Linked DNA regions of Canis lupus: region 2 is linked to region 1. The links are chromatin contacts, called in public Hi-C maps. All regions are on one chromosome and are shown on one strand. Each heading gives the region's core, a stretch centred on a gene start, on an enhancer-like site or on the middle of the called end of the contact. The rest is flanking DNA. Distances are from core to core; before and after follow the strand shown.

Region 1 (7,722 bases), core at 1,309-3,808:
TCTAAAACTGGAATATCCATGGGGGAAAAGGAATAATAACATTGAATTTCCATGTATTCCTCATACAGCCTAATCAAAGCTTGGCTTTCTGAAGGGCAGTCCGGCTTCTTCATGTGTTGCTGAAATCCAGAGAGCCACGTTGCCCAAAAGAAAAAGAATGAGAAGGGGGGTAAAAAAAAAAAAGCCCAGAAAATCCAGACTCTACGTGACCTGACTTACTTATTTCCCAGGAAACTGCATGAGAGAAAAATCAATCATTCATGCTACCGTGGCTACCACACGGAATGGGCTGAAGGAGTTGACAGTAGGCAAAACACCAAAGCGGCCAGCGGAGGTAAGTGGGCGGCAGGGACCGGCGGGGGGGGGGGGGGGCGGGGGGGCGGCGGCCCAGGGCCCCGGGGCTCGCGCCCTCCGCGCACCCGCCGGCAGGAGCCCGGGGGCGGGGCCCAGGCCCGAGGCTGGGCGGCAGGACCGGGTGGGGGAGGGAGGCCGGGGGGACCAGGCGGGACAGCGGTGGCCGCGCACTTACCGGGGCTGTTGGCCTCGCCTTCCAGGACGTGCAGCTCGGCGCAGTCGGCCAGCGAGTGCTCCAGGCAGAGCTGGAGGAAGCGGGCCTGGGTCTGGCTCACGCGCTTCAGCAGCGACAGCAGCGCAACAGTCTGCTCGCACTCGTTCCAGCCCTTAAACCAGCCCGCCAGCACCCCGACCTGGTCGCGAAACATCATGGTTAGGGGGCGGCCCTCGGTCTACGAAGCCCCCTCGGCGCCCCAGCCCGCCCCGCCCGCCCCAAAGTTTGGCGGAGCCGCAGCCCCACGGCCGCCGGAGACGCGTTCCCGTTCCAAGGTGGCTCTGGTGCCCGGACGCTGCAGGTACTGCCTCGGCTCCTGCCTCTCTCGTCTGGTTGCAGTTACGTTCCGGCGGTTCTGGCTGATTTCCCCAGAGATGATGACAGACAGTAGCACGGAAATGTTTCTTTTTCAAAAAAAAAAAAATAACGATTAAAAAAAAAAATTTCCCCACAAGGCACACAAACTGAAAGAATGCTCTTTCCCCCCCTTCGCGCAGCTTCGGGATGGTGATTTCCGGCGTCCCGGGGTCTCTTCCCCGCTGGGCGGCAGCTCGGACCCTTCACACCCGCATTCCCGAGCGGCGATCACCACTGGAAGGAGAGAAAGGCTGCAGTGAGACCTCGGCCAGCGAGAGAGCGCGCCCGGGAAACGAGTGCATCACAGGGGGCGGGGGGGGGGGGCGCCCCGCGGGGGGTTTGGTTCCCCAGATTCCGGCAGCCCCCTCCGCACCCGGATGCGCGAGAGGAGCTACTGCCGTGCTGGGAACGGCCAGGAACCTCCTTCCCAGGTGCGGGAGGAGACCCCACGGCTTCCTGTTGCTGCCTCTGCGAACGGCTGGTGCTCCCCACACACCCCACCCGGGGTGGCCTCGAGGGCTGAGCCTGCAAACGCCAGCACCAGCAACAGATCTTCCTCGCGCGGAAAACTTGCAATGCGGCTGCGAAGGGGCGCGGGGGTGGGGGTGGGGGCTAATGCAAAACAGAGGCGGAGGCAGCAGCAGCCCGAGTTCCTTCCTCCTCCTCCTCCTCCTCCTCCTATACCTCCTCCTCTGCCCACCTCCTCCTCCTCCTCCTCCTCCTCGTTCTCTACCTCCTCTACCACCTCCTCCTCCTCCTCTCTTCCTCCTCCTCCACCTCCTGGAGAAGCAGCCGAGCGGCTGCAGCTCCATCTACAGCAACAGCCAGCATCTCCACCGCCAGGCGCCCCTCTGGATTTAGGCCGTGAGCAGCCGCGGCAGCAGCTCGAGACAAAAATAAACTCCCCACCCAAAGCTCCGCGCCCAGCGGGCGGAGGCGCAGCGGAGCCCCGGTTCCCCCGCGCCCCGCCGCGCCGCGCCGCGCCAGCCCACCCGGGCGGTCTCCGAGGGCCTGCTTCGCCCAGAGCGATCAGATGTGTGCGTGCGTGCGCGTCTGTGTGTACGAGCGTGTGTGCTTTAGGCATTCCGCCCCGGCTGCCACCGCCTACGGGCGGGTCCCGCCGGCCCAGCGTCTCGCCCGCGCTTCCCAGGCCGAAGGCTGCACGGCCCCGGGCGCGCGCCGAGCGCGGGGACGGCCGGAGCCCGGAGCCCTGCTTCCCCCGGCGGGCAGGGCGGCTCCGCGGACACTGCGGCTCCGCGCCGCCCGCACACGCCCCCCAACGACCGCAAAGAAGAAAGTTCGGCTTCGGGGGCTCCCCCCTCGTACGCCTGTCCGGGGGGCCGCGGGCTGCGGGGCGAAGAGCCCGGCGGCTCAGCCCTCGAGGGGCCGCTGGCAGCCAGCATCCCGCCTCGCGCCTCGCGCCTCCCGCCTCGCGCCTCCCGCCTCCCGCCTCCCAAAAGTTCCCGAGCAGAGGGGGAAGTCTCTCGGGAAGGGGACCCCGGGACCCTCCCGAGGTCGGAAGGCTGGGGGCGCTCACCTCGGCGCGGCTCATCCCGGCGGCTCGGGGCCCGACGCGTGGGTCGGGGCCGCGGCGGCTCTCAGCGAGGCTGCGGGCGCCCGGGGCGCGGGCCGCGGGCCATGCCGTCGGGGCGGGCGGCGCTGAGAGAGTGCGGCGCTGCGGGTCCGGGCCGCCGCCGCCGCCGCTGCTGCTGCCCCCAGTGTCGGCTCGCGGAGGACTGAGCCGCCGGAGCCGGAGCTCCCCACATGCTACTGATTAACATACACCATTACATCATGGGCTTGGCAGGGAGCGCCCGAGAGGGGGGAGAGGAACCCGGGCGGCGGCGGCGGCGGCGGCGGCGGCACGCGGGGGGAGCCGGGGGGAGGATCCCCGGACCCGGCCGGCGACGGGGGTGGGGGGGCGGATTCCTAAGTGGGGACCGGAGGAGGGGAGGGGAGCGGAGAGGGAGGAGCCGGATGGCGCAGAGGGTCGGGCTGGAAGGACCGCCCCGCACAGGGAAGAAGTTTGGAGAAGGGGAGGGGTCCGAGTGGATTCTTCCCCTGGCCTCCAGGGACTTCTGGAGAGTCGGGGCCCTGCAGCCGCGGGAGCGTTGGCAGCAGAGGACCCGAAGGGCGCCGGGGAGGGGGCGGCGCTGCCCCCGGCTGCGCGTCCTTGGGAATGCGGTTCGCCGACTCCTGGGGCCCGGGGACGGCCGATCGGCTTGGCCCGCGGGCGGCGGAGACCCGGGGTCACGGCTGCTGGGGGCGTGGGCGGGTCCCCGGGATCGCGGAGCAAAGGGCGGAGGCAGCCGAGGGGCGGTTCACAGAGCTGGACGTGCGTGGGTGCCGGGCCCGGGGTGGCGCTGGCCCGAGGGGTGCGAAGAGCGCCCGGCCTGATCACCCCTCACCTGGCTCTGGCCTTGGCCGCCCTTTGCTCTTGTGGGCGGCCTCGCGGGCGACCCGGCGCCCCTCTCGGGCCTCGCTCTCCCCTGGGGAGGCAGCCCGACTACTAGGGCCAGCCTGGGAGCTCGGCCTGGCGCGCGGGCGGTGGCGGCGGGCCCGGCTGGGGAAGAGCGCCGCCCCGGGCGGCCGCAAGGCGAGCGAGGCCACCTGTCGGCTCGTCTGAGTCGCCCCGCTCGCCAGTTCACCTGGGCCTGCACAGTGCGCGAGGCCGGGCGGGGGTCGGCGGTCCACGTGCGCGCAAGAGAATAGGGGCGTGCGGCGTAGGGTGGGCTGGGAGAGGCATAAGGTGAGCCGGAAAAGTGCTGCCAGCTAGTCTCAAAAGTACAGGATTAGGGGCGCCTGGGCGGCTCCGTGGTTGAGCATCTGCCTTTGGCTCAGAGGGTCGTGATCCCAGGGTCCTGGGATCCAGTCCTAAATCAGGCTTTCCTGTGCCTGTGTCCCAGCCTCTCTCTGTGTGTCTCTCATGAATAAATACATAAAATCTTAAAAAAAAAAAAAAAAAAAAAGAAGGATTGGTTAAAAATCCCCTAAAACCTAAAAATCACTGTACCTGCTATTATCAGGTGAATATTCACGGGTGGACTTGAATGCCAAATCCGGCCAGTTCCGTGTTTTCAGTGAAACACTGAGCCCTTGAACATTTTCTCCAGTAACTTGAAGCTTTGTTTATAAAAGAGTACTTCTGAGAAATCAGTGAAATGCGTGCTTCAGACTCAGCCTTCCCTACTCTCGCTAACACAATATTTTTGTACATAAAGTATTTGAGATATTATTCCAGTAATGAACATTTCCGTTTTTCAACTCCAGCGTATGTCCCTGGAATTTCAATTCTGCTTTCCTTCCTCAAATCTAGTTTCTGCACCGTTTACTAGGTGTCAGACGTGTGAGAGCACCTGTCTGTTGGGGGTAGTGAAAGGTCTTGTGGAGCTGTAAAAGCTTAGGTGTTACCATTAAAATAGGGTATGTGAATAATTTTTAAGTCCATTATCAACCAGGAAAGGTATCTGCATGATTTAATGAATGTTTTCCCTGAAATAGAGAATTCTTTTTTTTTTTTTTTTTTGAAATAGAGAATTCTAAAGACAGTGGGGAGGATTTTTTTTTCTTTTTATTATTATAGAGGCAGAAAGATCTTGACATCATTTGCTCCAAGACATTACTATCAATTAGCCAGTCCTAAGTAATAACTCCTATCAGGAAATGGGGAGGAGGGTTAAAGGGTCTACCCTGGTCGTATACCTTGCTATCAATGGCAGCCAGAAAGTACAAGTTCCTCATCTGAAGCTTTTGAAAATCGCCAAGGTTTCCACTTTTTTAAGAAGGTAAAAGAAACATCAGTTTCATTAATTTATCTGTTGTCACCTGCACATTATTGAAGGAATAGTAAAACTAAAAAACAATCAACAAACCTTGAGGCAAATGTTCAAGAATTCTACTTTATGCTGAAGAAAATACGCCACCTACTGGAAAATGTAGTCCTTACAGCTTTAACCTAGGAAAAGATTTGGATTTAGCTAATTTTTGAGCTATTTTTGAGAAATACAAAGAAGAGCATGAATGAATTTTTAGTCCCTCTTGTTTTTGTGGGTTCACAATACTTGTGGTTTCCCTTTTCTCTGGGCCTTTCCTCTGATGAGAAAGGAAGTATAGATAAAACCCCATGATGCTGCTTTTTTATTCTGCAAAGTGAAGTCAAGACTCTGAGGGAAGAAAATACTCTATCAGCTAAATATATGTTTTTGTATTAAATGTGAAATTTTCCCATATGAACCTGTACCAAGTTTTTATGGATAATTAAAGAGTGGCTAACAAGTACTAAAAATCCACACCACTTGGAGAAGGAATGAAAATATGGGATAAAAGAGATTATTAATAGGTCTGTGTTCACTATTTTCCTATTTATTCACTTGAAAAATACCTAACGCTCACCTACTTTGTTCCAGGCACTGGATTAAGCAGTGAGTACAGAGCACAGGTACTGAGTCTATAGTGGTGTGCCAACCAAAAGATTCTCCATATGAATGACAGAAGAGAATATCAAATGAATTAACATTCTTTTAACATTCTTTTGATTTTCTCATTCCTAGAATCTGGGAAGGGAAGAAATTGGTGTTTGCTCAGTGAATAATACTTTTGATCAAATATCTCATGTTCAACTGTTTCAAAGATGACTAAGTCCAGACAAATCAGTGCCATGTTTATAAATCACTGCTTAAGAAAATGTCTAGGTACTGTGTGTATCAATAAGATATCTCCAGGAGCCCATGTCTATATATTTTAAATTCACATTTCTTCTAGAAGTAATAAAATAAAACAAGAAAAGGAAGTACGTTAGTTATAGAGACATTAAAACACGCTCTCTATCTAGGGTGCCTGGGTGGCTCAGTCAGTTAAGTGTCTGCCTTTGGCTTGGGTCAGGATCCTAGGGCCCTGTGACAGGCTCCCTGCTCAGTGGAGGGTCTGTTTCTCCCTCTTCCTCTGTCTCTCTGCCAGCCTGTGCTCTCTCCCTGTCAAATACATAAATAAAATCTTTAAGCAAATAAATAAAAGAAAACAAGTTATCTTTAACTATTTGCTGTATAAATTAGCAAAAGTCTTAAAATCTCCACATAAAGGGATGCCTAGGTGGCTCAGCAGTCAAAAGCATCTGCCTTTGGCCCTTGGCGTGATCCCAGAATCCCGGGATCGAGTCCCACATCGGGCTTCCCCAACGGGGCCTGCTTCTCCCTCTGCCTATGTCTCTGCCTCTCTCTCTGTGTGTCTCTCATGAATAAATAAAATCTTTTTTAAAAAATTTCCACATAAAGGTAAAAGACAATGAATAGTTATTATTCATTCAATGATTTAATAACTATATATTGAGTATTCTGTGTCAGGTCCTCAAGCTACAATATTGAAGATAGATGGTGTTTTCTATCTAACATAAAAGCTTATATATATTATAATTTGAATTTCATATATAAATGTAATGTAATTTATTTTTTTTGTATTTTTTGTAATGTAATTTATAAGGAAAATGTAACAATAAAATAAATAATAACAAATAATAAAAAAATAAATAATAATAAACACAAATAAAATTTCACGTATCCATTCCATATTGCATATATTCATAGGAGGTAAAAGGTGTTGAAAAGATTTCCACCAAAATGATAACTATTCATGATTTTCCCTGGATGGTAGAGTTACTGAGAATTATTATTTTATTTCTCTATATTTTCTAATTTTTTTTACCATATGTCCAAAAGTTGAAACAAAACAAAACACTGCATAAGCCCAGGACCATTGACTATAATTAAATTTAGAAAGTTTCCAAAAAAAAACACACTGCAAAAATTAGATCTTCAACTCCCAAAAATTGTTTAGGAGACTGTTTGCTTCCTCTCGGGGTCTTGTCTCAGTCTCATTACTAAATCTTCAGGCCTCAACTCTGGTCTTTCCAGGCCCCAGTTCAGATACTTCCTGTGGTTTCTGAATCAACATTGAATACATTCCAGGCTCTTTGGCCTGAAATACAAAGACTCCAGCATTTGGCCACTTTCTGCTGCTCTGGACTCTACTCCTGAATTTCATTCACTAATTCATTCACCAAGAAGTATTTATTGAATATAAATCACTGTGCTGGGCAAATAGAGGATACAGAGGTAGAAGAGAAGGCATGGTCTCTTCAGCCTCTAGTGGAGAACACAAACTATGCGTGCACACATACTTCACTAAATAAAGAGTATAATGTGCAGTGAGTCTAGGGAAAGACCTTACCTAGTGTTGAACGAGACCAATGGAGGCAGAAACTTTCCTAGAAAATTCAGAAATACACTTTGTGTCCGGTGCCTTTTTGGTTGGTTCTCAATGGGTGAATAGTTTCAACAGAGATAGGCAAAATTTTAAACACTGATAACATCTGGTGTGTGGATGTTGTTTGTACCAGTAGAGCGTCCTCAGCAGTTCAAGTTTATATACTTTCAGTTCGCATTTCTTCTAGTAATAAGACACAACAAGGAGAAATACAGGTCTTCCCAGACTTTACTAGTGGCATTATACTTGTAAAGTGATCCAACAGTATCTACTAAATTAGGCATATCCTTTAACCTGACAATCTCACTTCTAGGAATCCATCCTACGGAAGCTAAAGTATCATTACTATAAAGTATACAAAAATATACCAGAGTGTTAATATAAGAATGTTAATTTTAGCATTGTTTATAAACAAAAACACTAGACTGCTTATCTGTAGAGGAATGTGTTAATTATCAAACCTCCATGCTAGAAATCTTATACAGCTATTTTTAAAAATGAGTCATAGTTGGAAAAAATACATCAAAAAATGATAGATT
Region 2 (7,059 bases), core at 1,352-3,851, 140 kb before region 1:
AATTGCACAAGGATGGAAGGCAGTTCCCATGCAGACGCGTGGACGTGAATGAAGAGAGGGTCACGAGTGTGACCTCGGCATCAAGCCGTCCCAGTTGAATGCTCAAAGATAGCTTTTTCTCTGAGCAACTGCTTCTCCAGTACCCCATAATTAGCCTGCTCTCGGAACTGCATACAGATTGAGTGGGGGGAAGAGGAGCAAGAGAATAACTCTAAAAGCAGATAAAAATTATGCAGCTGTCTCTAGCAAGAGAGAGAGAGAGAGAGAGAGAGAGAGAGAGAGATATCACCCACAGAAAATTAGGGAAAGGACTGTGACCATACAAAGCTTCCAATTCTTTTTCACAAATTTCATAGATTGAAAAGAAAACCTTCAAGCAACACATCATTTGCTTCCAAGGCTTCTACCCTCTCCGAGTATTGACAACTCTTATTCCTTAACAACAGTGAGCTGTGCACCCAAACTACCTTGAGTTTAGGATCTGCAGCTCAGATCCAGCCTTAGGGACTGGCTAGCCTTAATCACATTCTCAGCTCACACCCCAAGTAGAGACACTTTGAGGAACCAAAACCCTGACTTTGAAGTTGAGCACACAGCACTTTGGGATTTGGAGCTACGATGCCAAAAGTCAACAAATGCACACATGTGGTCATTTTTACCCAAAGATGCCATTATTATATTTACAGTGAGCTCTGGCTTTTAGAGTAATATAGAACATTCAGTTGGGATATTTAAATTATCTGGCTAAACCTAGCAGTTAAAAACAATATCACAGGCACAGAATAATTTCTTGGATAATGACGAACATATGTGAATAATTCCCTTCCTCACAGCCTAGTTCCCTGAGGCCTAATGACTATCCCCAACTCTTCCAACTTCCCAGGCATGCCGCAGTCTTGAATGTACTCCCACTGCACCCAGTGGATACAGACTCAGGCGTTATTCTAGCCAAGCCCTTCTGTCAACATCACTCCTCAGCAAGCTCTGTCTCTAGTTCCTTAAAGAATTGGGAAAGACTGCACTCTCTGCATTTAGAAATGCAGCCCAGGTGGGATTTAGCCCAGGTGGGCACCCCTTGCCCCCCATCCAACAGCATACAAATGTGACTTGTTAGAGACAGCAAACCAAAACAAAAAAAAAGTCACCTAAAGAATTCCAGTTGACTAGAGGACTATTATACACAATGCCAAAAAAATAAAAAAATCGCCCCATAAAATCCTTTCAGTAATTTGTTATCTTAAAATACTTATAGATTATTAACTTTGATAGAAAAATCACAGGAACTGAGGACTTTAACCTGATCTTAAGAGTTCCTGCCAATTAAGATTAATTAGAAACCAAGATAATGTATACCCCAAATCATGGTTTTAGTCGATGGAAAAATGATTTGATTCAAATAAAGGTCATTTCAGGCAACTTTGAAGAATATACCCACCTTGTAAATGAGACTTGTCTATATGGTATGTTCTCTCCCTTATGCTTCACTCTGATACTAGTGATAGATTACAAGAGTATGCTCAGTGTCTTAATCCTTGCCACCACTATCCCTCTTTTGCTGAGAAGCTGAACTTCTGGGCTCTGTGAGATAGTGTCAGGTGCTGTCGCCATCCACTGATGCCACTCAGAGACTGCTCCTCAAGAACTGGCACTGAGAGAGACATGTCTAATTTTATTTTGACTTAGGTATTGCAAAAGTTGTTGGGGTGTGTGTGTGTGTGTGTGTGTGTGTGTGTGTTAATACAAAATGGGTAATAGCTTTGGATGCGGAGCCCCAAAGTGTAACATGCCCACTTCCATTGTGGAAATATTTGACTTAACGGCACAGGAATAAGACCAGTAATATGCCAAATGTTTACCAGATCTCTGAAAACAAAGAATCTTCAAACAGTCCACTTTTCTCCCCCAAAGAATCTCATCAAGACGATGCCACAATCACAAAGCAAGAGTGGCTCTCAGGTGGCCTGTGATGCAGGTGCCATGCAACTGAACCCGTCGATCCTCTGATGTGTTCTCTCTAACCCAGATAGGATAGCAAACCCACATTTGTAATCGTAATGTGCTCTGGGGTCTCATCATCACCAAGATCTTTAGCTAGAATTGTTGCCAATCGTCTTTTCCTTCTATATGGCAGAGACCAAGGAACTCATGATAGTGCCTTTCCTTTTTTTTTTTTTTTGTGCCTTTCCTATTAACACACTTTAATATCCTTCTAAATGATCAACTCACTCCCTATCTGGCCTTACAACTCCAGGCTAAATTACCCTGCCTTTTCTTTTAGGAGATCTTTTTTCCCTTTTTCTTCACCAACATCTTCATTATCCTTTTCATTTTATATCTTTTTTTATTTTTAATAGGTGATACATGGCATGAACAGGATACTCACTTCAAAAGGTAAAGTAAAAAGTAGTTCTCCTGCACCCCCTGTCTGCCAGACTTTTCAGTTCCACACTCCAGGTAGCAGTTACTGGTGTTCACATTCTTTCAACAATGACAGGAACTGAAATCGTTATCAGGTTCTCACCAAGCGTGTAGTTAATGCCGAGTATAGCCGGGGAACCTCCCCCTGGCTTTGGCAGGCAGGCCCCGATGCTCTTATACCAGCCCAGCACGTTAGGTGGCATAGTATCCTCTTTCTCTTGCTCACCTCAATGTAACAGCAACGTGTACTCATCAGCTTCTACCTTAGAAGCATAGGATGAAAGAACTAACAAGGGTTCTTAGGGGTCATCCAACCTGGTGTCTTTGTGAAGATATGGGAGTACCCAACAGTGCGAGATCACACACTCTTAAGTGAGGTGACTTCCCTAACCTGCTGCTCTTTTCACTATGGCACATTCTTTTTCTTCCAGACGGTTTAAACTCTTGGGACTAGCCATACTTTCCTGGCTTGTATCTATGTGTGTGGCCTCATGTGTCTCTCACAAATCCAATTCTTTTCCTTAAGGATCATTTTTATAAATTTGAATAATAGCCTTACATTTATCACTGATTAAAAAAATTATTCCTGTTAGCAATGGATCCCAAGGAAGCAACAACCAATTTTTTTTTTACCTTACTCTTTACTTTTTCTTTTTTCTGGTCCATTTTAAGTCAGTTAGTAAGATACATCACTGGAACAATTCTTATGGGAATACTGATATTTGTGGAAGGCCAGCTCTTTATGGAGCTGAGTCAAAGCATCTTGATTTCAATTTAGCATATAGGAAGAGCTTTGTCATAGGGCTGCCCTAGGGAGCCTATTCCATCCTCATTTACTGCAAGGCCTAGCCTGGAGAAAAGTAGCAACCCTTACTGTATCCACATTAGCAACCAGGGCAGAAATAATAATAATAAGGGCTATTTTTTTGTTGAGCATCTCCTACTGGCAATCACTTTACATACATTTCTCATTAAATCCTCACAACAACCCTAAGTAGCTCTCAACTCATTTTCATTTAACCAACTTGCTAGACCAATCAGTATTTTCCCTTTAGCCTACTTCCTGATGTCCCCGATACATCAACTCCTCAAATCTTAAATTGTGCACTTCTGCTCCCACCCTAGAACCTGCAGGTGTACCAAGAATCCACTGAACCTTGTTCCTAAACCTGTTTATGCCAGTTGTACTTATTGTAATAATGTCATTTAAAAAGTATACAAATGATGACATATGAATTATAAGAGTTAATTGCACAAAACTTTGTTACATGCTTTAGAAATAGTCATTGTTTCGCTTAAAAATCTACTGTTGAATTCACCGAGAAAACTATAAGCTAAATGATAAAAAAAAATAAAAAAAACCACCATCCAGAAACAACTGATTGTTTTTTCGCAAATGTCTTCAAATTCTTGCTTCCATTTTGAAGATATCACAGACAATAATGCATCATGGGTGTGAATTATGCAGGAAAGACAAAGAGCAGCCACAGTCAGGAACCTATCCTCAAAGAAAGGTCCATTACTCTATACAAAAACAGCAGATGAATGTATGTATCCACACTTCAAGTTAATATTTACAGTCTTATTCCTTTTTTAAAAAATGATTCCCTGTTTTAAACAGCTATTACAATCAACACATCAACTACCAATCCTGATCAATTCATTTAAGAGGTCTCTTACTGAAATTTATTCCCATTTCACAGATGAAGACAGGAGCTATCAAGGCCAAAAAACTTGGCCATCACCACATACCTAGTCATTGGAGGAGCTGCAAGTGAAAACCAAACATCTGACTTTGAAGCCCCATTCTTGATCTTGACAGACACTGCCTTATCATTTATACCCTAAACTTGAATATCTAACATGCTGCTTAGCCTTATAATTCCCTTTGCACAGCAACATTTTCCTGTGCAGAGAAGACTGAAGTATAAAATAATCTGTTATGAATCTTTTAGCTCCATATGGATTTGCTGGGCCTTTCTGAAAGGATGCATCTCAGCAAGGCTGGCTGTGAAACAAATCTCTAAAGCAAACCCTGTGCTCTCATTGGCTCCTCTAATTCTAGCCATGGAACTCGTCTATGGAAATGGTCCAGACTTTTGGCAAAGAATGATTACTCTAGGGTATGTTAGGAGTTTCGGCCTTTCTCCAATCCACAAAAACTCTATATAGCATTTTCCAGATTTTGGAACCCCGTCTTCCTTGCATCTCCATCTCCTTCTCTTAACTGACTTATACCTGAGATTTCCTGTACTCAGATACCATTTTTTTTCTTTTACCTAGTAGAATACTGAGAATGGGGGAGGCAGGATGATATGCACAGTGTTTATGAGTCAGAAAATATACCCCAAATTGCCAGTAGGCACTGCCACTGAGATTTACCCTCACTTAAAACCATGAAATTAAAGGGTTTAATTTGCTTGATATTAAAGATGTCAAAGATGTGTGTGTATGTGTGTGTGTGTGTCTGTGTGTATTTAAGCAACATTCATGGTACATCTTTCTTCAGTGTAACCTGAGTTTGTCCCTGGAAATCTTAAAAGTGAGAAAAGATAAAAAAAAGTAAGTGCAAGATTAAAAGTTTTCTTGTCCAATTTTTTTTTTGATGGAGCAGCCACTGTTAGACTATGACTTTAAATCTTGTGAAATAATAGAAATCATAAGACTACAGGCCTCAAGAAAGTCTTAAAGAAGCCATGCTGTTCATCTCTTCCTCCTTCCCTCCCTCTTGCAGGCTAGTCCAGTCTCAGTCATTTATTCCAACCTGAATCCATCCTATTTTTGAATTACAGTAGAGAATTAGAACACAACTGCCTCCCTCTGTAGTTCACCTAGCACTTGATAACCCTCACTGTAATTAGAGTCTAAGGAAAATCCTCCTGGATAGGAGGCGGATGGCCCAGCCTCATGACCCAAGGCATATGGAGTCCATGAAAACCTTTGACTTTTCCCAAGCAGTGGGATCTCTGCTGACTCACAATAAACGAGCAGACTTCTTGCTTACTATAGTGTTTTTCTGACTATTGCCCCAGAAAATAAACATGAAGCATGGTAAGGAAGAGCAGTCCTGTAAAACCTCTGGACTCGTCGAAGGGGATGATTAGGTAGTGACAATACCAGGTCCTCTGAGATCTCACCAAGCCACCTTCACACTGTAGTATCAGGAAGGCCAGTGTCATGCTTAAAAAAGTTTCCTCTGAAGGGAAAGGAAGCTGAAGCTAAAAATATATCATGCCAGCTGTTATAAATGCTTCTCCAAGGAAGCACAGCAACTAGAGTTACCTCTTTGAAGAGCAAATGAGGGGTTAAGGAAATAATGGAATTTTTCAGTTACATGCCAGGTTGGCTAGGTTTGGGGGAGGAAGAAATTTTCCAACCAGAAAGTATGTTGGTAAAAGACAAAATAATTCCATGAAGATTTATTTATATGACATTAGTGGTTTAGGACGGGGAAGACCTGTAGCCTGTGAAAAAGAATCAGGATCTGTAGGCCATGTCCTTTCTTTCTTTTGAAAGATTTCTTTATTATTTATTCACGAGAGACACAGACACACACACACACAGAGGCAGAGACACAGGCAGAGGGAGAAGCAGGCTCCCCTTGGGGAGCCTGATGTGGGATTCGATCACAGGACCCCAGGATCATGACTTGAGCCAAAGGCAGATGCTCAACCACTGAGCCACCCAGGCATCCCTTGCCCTTTTCAGTTTCCAAGAGGCCACACGCAAGACCTCTCTTCTTGTCAGGCCTACATAAAGCTGTGTGGTGTCTCGCCTTCCCTTGAATATCTGGGTTCTGATCATTTTTTGCAAGCTGACTAGAATAGCTTAAAGTGGCTGCTGGTCTTGTAAGAAAATGTGAAGGGCAAAGGGCAAAGCATTCCTCGAACCAAACAGGTATCTCTGAAGCAGCTGACCCTGGCAGAAGCAGTCAATCAATGGACTTGGAGGGGTTTTTCCCAGTGGCTGATCAGGGGTTCCCAAAGGAATCACTTTCCCTGAGATCTACATCACCCTCACTCCTCACCTTGCCTGCTGGAGTAGTTTTTTTTCCAGGTGTTGGCTTTATGGGGCCTAGCAACCATCGTTCCCAAAAATGGACAGACCCTTCATGCTCCTGGAAGGCCAAAGCCCAAGCAACATCCAGGCACTGGGTGCCTCAGTAGTTTTTTTAACTTTTAATTTTGAAATAACTATAGATTTAACAAGAAATTGCAAAAATACTACATAGAGAGGTCTCATGTACCCATCTTTCCTGACTCCCCACAAGGTGACATTTTATCCAACTATAGTGTATTATCAAAACCAGGAAATCAACATTAACGAGACTATAGACCTGACTCAGCAGCTTTGTACACAGATTTTTGGGGTGGTACGGAGGGGTACCATTACAAATTTGTGTGCAATCTTAGTGCATTTTTTCACAGGAATAAATTCATATAACCACCTCCACAATCACGATCACAGTGTGTTATTAAAAGTCTGTTAGTATTGGGACCTAGTTGGTAAAATAAGCCACGCAAAAAAAGAGTAACGATAAATGTCACTATGAGGATAATGACAGAAGGCTAAATGATCAATATTATCACCAAATAGTGAATTCCCAAGGACGTTTTCTCGTTTATTTTGGAAATTCATTAA

Evidence for each region. A called contact is a pair of places that touch in the nucleus more often than the background predicts.
Region 2: a contact with region 1 is called in a Hi-C map of blood, with 6 times the contacts expected there. The contact joins the enhancer-like site here to the promoter of SAMD4A in region 1. A contact is called at or near these places in 2 of 9 Hi-C or Micro-C datasets (blood and liver).

The regions. Positions count from the first base shown.
Region 1 is chr8:30,773,330-30,781,051 of UU_Cfam_GSD_1.0, reverse strand. It overlaps SAMD4A (protein Smaug homolog 1), which reads right to left and starts at 2,558. Exons shown (of 12, transcript XM_038544762.1): 1 at 2,463-2,558; 2 at 530-1,159. The coding sequence starts at 725.
Region 2 is chr8:30,913,528-30,920,586 of UU_Cfam_GSD_1.0, reverse strand. All of the region lies in intron 3 of SAMD4A (protein Smaug homolog 1), which reads right to left. Among named protein-coding and RNA genes, the nearest start is that of SAMD4A, 140 kb to the right of the region's middle. Within about 2 kb of position 2,601, at least 2 of the 20 cell types and tissues checked have an H3K27ac peak or open chromatin away from gene starts, as enhancers often do. A contact at or near this core is called in blood, where this site is marked.